2 separate regions of the Mus musculus genome follow, and region 2 is linked to region 1. A link is a contact called in public Hi-C data. All regions are on one chromosome and are shown on one strand. The core of a region is the stretch at or near the end of the contact, and the rest is flanking DNA. Distances in the headings are between cores, read along the strand shown. Region 1 overlaps Hectd2os (Hectd2, opposite strand). Region 2 has its middle 34 kb from the start of Tnks2.

Region 1 (2,700 bases), core at 39-2,538:
GGAGATAATAGGGCGTGCGAGAGCTGAAAACAGACACAGGGAATTCAGGGCAGGGGTGTGTCTAGAAAGGCTTACGAGGGGTGTGGGGCACAGTGGTATAGAAGAGGGGGAGTTGCCAGGGGAGTGAATGGGGTGGCGGGATGGGGGGAGCATCAAACTAAAATTGCAGGGTAACCTGCTACAGCGACGGGGAGCAGCCTAAGGCCAGCATAGTTGAGTTAGAGTAGATGAGCATTTGTAAGGTAATTAAAATAGAATTTAAACAGAGGGGCTTAGCCAATAAAGAACTTCTGCACAGATAGGAGGATGTGACTTGGGGTCCCCAGCGCCCACATAAAAGCTGGGCAGGGCAGTGCACAACTGCAACTCCAGTGCGGGAGGTTGGGGAAGCAGACAGGAGGATTCCTAGAACCCATCGACCGGCCAACCTTGTCAAACCATTGAGTCCTAGGTTCAGTGAGAATGGAGGTACTCTGCAAATATGTGTGTAGGTAAAGCTGCTCCTAGACGCCATAATTAAATGAAAATCCCAGTGCCACGGGTGGGCTACTTTTCTATGAGTTTCTGGCTAGGCACCAGAGACCCCCTAAACAATACAGGCTATTACAGTGTGCCATGTAGGCTGCTGTGGGGACGGGGAGGGGAGGGTCATTTAAAAAAAATCTTACTCAGTTGTGAGCTTATTTTCTATACTACCAATCTAATAGGCAAGGGGTGGCCACTGGTGTGTGTGTGTGGGGGGGCAAGAAGACTGTTTGGAGGAGTTATGAATTTGAAGTCTGTCCCCCAGAAGGGAATTCACATCTGGTTCTGCAAGCCTGCTCAAAGGCCTCTGGTTGGGGAAAAGCTTGGAAGTTGTATTGCTAAACGGACATGATATGCTTGTCAAGTTGTCTTCTGAGCATTTATATTGATGCCCAGAGATTAGCGCTGCTGTCTGGTTTGATTAGTGTAGTGGTTATTCCTGGTTGTCAACTTGACTAATACAATTAGCAAATGTTAATACAGACTCACAACTCACCTAAGTCCTGAGAATAAGAGGCTGGTCAGTGCTCAGCCCTAGCAGAGGCATCTATGTCACCCCTCTGAGGCTCAGGGAACAGCAAAGAAGAAGGCACAGAAAGAATATAAAGTCCAAAGGAGACAGAATGCAGTGAAAGTCAGACACGTGGTTGCACTCTTGACCTTTCAACACACCATGACTAACTACGCAGGATTGACTCTGTCTGTGTGGGTGTGGCGTCCCATGCCCTTGCCCTTAGCACCTCAGAGGCATGTGCAGGCAGATCTCTGAGTTTGAGGCTACCCTGGTCTCGATAATGAATTTCAGGTCATCCATGACTGCATATCGAGATCCTGTCTCAACCAATCAATTCAGTGGGTCAATGATTAAACCTATCGGCATTCTGACTTGAATGGGGGAAGGGCTTGTAGGCCCCACTCCTCCTGAGGAGCTGTAGGTATTTAATAATTGCTGGTATCCGGGAGGGTGCGGCCATTTTCTTCAGTGGTCTGGGAAAGTCGCCCCATGCTCCAGCAGATAGTCTCTCCCCCATGTTTCTGTAACAAACCTTGATTAAGTTTACCAGGACACCAGAACCAAACCAAAGCAAGACACGAAAGTCTGTAGAAGTGGAGTAGTTAGGAAGGCGATCAGAGGGAGTCAGAGGGGACAAGAGAGGGTAATAGAGCATGAATTTGATCAAAATACATTATATACATGGATGAACACGCTATGGTGAAACCCATGCTTAACAATAAAAGGGTAAAATTTTCAAATAGAGAAGGAAAAAGAAATCAGGTCTTGAGGTTCTGGGGGTGGAGGTGGAGAAGAAACCGACAAGAAAAGAATTCTCCCTTTCGTTGAGTTTGGGCATCTGTTCATGACTATATTTCCAGCCCTGCTGTGATCTCTTAAAAGTTACATTTATTTATTTTGGTGTATGTGTGGAAGTCAGGACAATCTGTCAGAGTCTGTGGGTTTTGAGTATTGAACTCAGGTTGGTCAGGCTTGTTGGCAAATCCTCTCCTGTGGAGCCATCTTGTCCCCCACCCCTGCTGTGAATGTTAATAAATCAGCACTTATCAGGCCTTGGTTTCTTCACCTGTGAGGTGGTGATTTGAACGTGAACTTCACAATAATGTCAGCCCATAAATGGCACCAGACAGAGAGCAACTGCTATTAGCATCATTAAGCTCTTCCTGCCTCACCCTGTTCTCTCTCTCTCTCTCTCATTCTTCCCGAGAGCTCTACAAGGGACGGAACCACCACACAGTTCACTTCAGTCTGTTCTTCCCCACCCTCCTCACCTCAGGGACTACACCAAATGGAATGCCCCTCTCACATAGCTGGACCTGTTTTCACAAAGACAGGTGCCTTGCTGAAAGGAAGTTGGAGGAGAAAGCTGTAAATTCCCTCTGCTTCACCTTCTCCAGCCCTGCTGCCTCAGGAGCTGTGGGGCACTTTATTCTATCAATCACCCTTAGAGGACACAGCATTCACAAACACTCATGGTCTTATATCAACCATGTTGACTTAATTCTTGTACCAAAAGATTGTCACAGAATCCAGGGGGATTGGGAGGAGGCTAGTCAGGGCACAAGTAAAGCAGAGCTTTGAGGCTCAGGCTAGGAAACAGGCTCTGTCTTTAGGCAGGAATGGAACTAGAGAGAGTGCAAAAATCTGGCATTGAAGGACCA
Region 2 (2,700 bases), core at 196-2,695, 160 kb before region 1:
TCACCATCAAAATCTAAGTTTAAATCTATTTGGCTTTTCCTCACAGCTCTGTGTGTCCCTCCATGGTAGAAACTTTGTCTTCTCCATTTTTCAGAACCAGGTATAATTGATTATTCTCCCCTCACACTATAACTCTGGCTCTGAGGAGTGAATCTTACCACACAAACCCCTGGCTTCCCTAACTGCCCTGGCGATTGTAAGTAAGAGGTGCTGGTGGCTCAAACCACTTGCAGCATGCTTAAAGGCTCTGTAGTTTTTCTAGAATTCAGCAGTTCAAAATTAGATTTGGGGCCTTCGAAACAGCTGGAAATGTTTATTTTCCATTTTGAACATATAATTTATAGCAAACATACAATTAAAGACATAGAAAACTGCAGCACAGCATATCTAATTATTGGCAGGGATAGATGTGGCATACATACCAACAGAATAGGTCATAGTGATGGCTTCTTATGAAAGGCACTATTTTGGGACAAATTATACATTTGGTATTTCTCCCCCAGACAAAGACAATGACACTGAGTTCTAGTCTGACCTTATACTTGGCCTATATTTTCCCCTTCATATTCAATAACAATGAAAACAATACTAACGGGATAGCTGTTGGTGTGTGCTGTGTGTCTACTGTGCTAGTAGACACTGAGTTAGTATTTAGTGTTTGTGGGATTTGTTAGCATAACCTGGGAAGACATATATTGTCTCTGCTTAAGAGATGACAAAACTAAGCTTAGTGTACACACTAGCTTCCCTTTGGCTGCTGTTAACAAATGACCACAATCACAGCTGTAGAGACCAGAAGTCCAAAATCAGGCTGTCAGGAGGGCTGATTCTTTGTGGAGGCTGCCTTTCCAGCATGGGGGATATTGCATTTTTTAGTTTGTGGCTGACCTACTCCAGTCTCTATCTTCCTTTTTGTTATTGTTGTTGTTTGGTTGTTTTTTTTTTCTATTGGATATTTTCTTTATTTACATTTCAAATGTTTTCCCCTTTCCAGGTACCATCCCTCCTCCCCATGCCTCTATGAGGGTGCTCACCCCCACTCACACCTCCCTGTCCTGGCATTCCCCTACACTGGGGCATCAAGCTTTTACAGGACCAAGGGCTTCTCCTCCCACAGATGTCCAACAAGGCCATCCTCTGCCACATATGCAGCCGGAGCCATGAGTCCCTCCATGGGTACTCTTTGGTTGGTGGTTCAGTCCCTGGGAGCTCGGGGGCGGGGGGGGGGGTCTGGCCAGTTGACACCCAGTCTCTATATTTATCTGTATCTAGCAGGTACAGCAGAAGTCCTGACTATGGCAGTGCCCGCAGGCGAGGCTTGGCCAACCGTCCCAACATTCCAGTTAAAGAGAGGATCAATGAGGCCTTGCCTAGCATGGGTGAGGCCCCAGGTTCAGTCCTAATTGTGGGGGCCAGGGAAGAACAAATAAGGGAGTCCAGTGACCCTGTCTGTTTGGGGTTACTGGCATTAGCTTTAGGTTTAAGTAGAGAAACAACTAAGGCACAGAGCTAGAGCTTTGCATAGTTAAGCAATCCTGGTCGAAGTGTACTTTGCTTGATCATTGTGTCAGTTCAGACTCTGCAAAATGGTCAGAAGTCCCGGCTGCTGCCATAGTTTGGAGGGATCCGTGTGCTTCCTACAAGAGCATCCCTTCCGTGTCAGAGTGAGCCTTGCCAGCATGGATAATTACCCTTATCTGGGGACAGAGCATGGTCCTTCCTGTGAAGTTTAGCTGTTTATGACATGTCTCTGCCTTCAGCCTTGAGCCCAGGTTGGGCAGGCAGAGGTCTGCCCAAAGAACAGGAGAAAGTCGTGAGAAGAAGGCAGATGCCAGGCTTTCTTCCTGTTTTCAGTTCCCTTGTGAGTGTCATTGCACCTCGGCAAAGTAGCTCCTAGGTGCCCACTCCACACACCCTCATTTCTCTTCCTTGATGTTTGAGGTGTTGAGGAAACCCTCTGTTTTAAGGGCATTGGTGATGGCGTTGAGACCCCATGTGGAAACATAAGGATCATTTCCCTGCTTCAAGATCCTTCCTTAATCACATTAAAGAACTGTGCTGTATAAGGAAGTCACCCAGGCTCCAGGGCCTCAGGCTTGGACACAGCCGTGGAACCATTGCTAGGGAACCTCGGCAATATTCAGCACCTTGACCAAAGCGTGTGGCTGTCAGTGGCACGAAGTGCCAGCGCCGACGATGGCCTGACTCACCGTTTGTCCTCAAAGTCGACATTTGCAAGCTGGCCCCTCTGTCAGCAAGGAGGCAGAGTTGGAAGAGGAGGGAGGTGGGACTCACCAAGCAGGAGGGAAGGGTACATAGTTTAACTCTGTTCTGTTTCTTCACCCAACTAATGCTCTGGCACAAAGACTTGGTTGCTGAATACAGGCGACTGTGGTCCACGGAGGGCCCAAAGTCCTCTAGGGAGGTTTCTAAAAGAGCCAAGTGACAGTGACCATGTGGGGATCCTTCATGAGGGGCAGCATTTATCAGTGAGGGGTGCTGAGTGTCACTACTGACACACCTTGTCACTGAGGTGGCTAAAATGATATCCTAGCATAGATGGTTTTTCTTTCTGTTCCCATATTTTTGTTTTCTATAAAGAACAATTGTCCCCAAGGGTAGCTAAATGGAACTGGAGAAAAAAAATATCTGTGAAGGACAAAGACACTACCAGTTTCACCTCTAGCCTATGTTGGATTA

Evidence for each region. Hi-C and Micro-C count contacts between places; a contact is called where the count stands out from the background.
Region 2: a Hi-C map of liver shows a contact between it and region 1, with 3 times the contacts expected there. A contact is called at or near these places in 1 of 39 promoter capture datasets (liver), 8 of 484 Hi-C or Micro-C datasets (embryonic stem cells and liver), 4 of 130 datasets of targeted methods (the NIH/3T3 cell line, SST interneurons, hepatocytes and 1 more) and 1 of 9 other capture datasets (embryonic stem cells).

What each region holds. Positions count from the first base shown.
Region 1 is chr19:36,636,604-36,639,303 of GRCm38.p6, reverse strand. All of the region lies in intron 3 of Hectd2os (Hectd2, opposite strand), which reads left to right. Among named protein-coding and RNA genes, the nearest start is that of Hectd2os, 52 kb to the left of the region's middle.
Region 2 is chr19:36,799,291-36,801,990 of GRCm38.p6, reverse strand. No RefSeq gene overlaps it. Among named protein-coding and RNA genes, the nearest start is that of Tnks2, 34 kb to the left of the region's middle.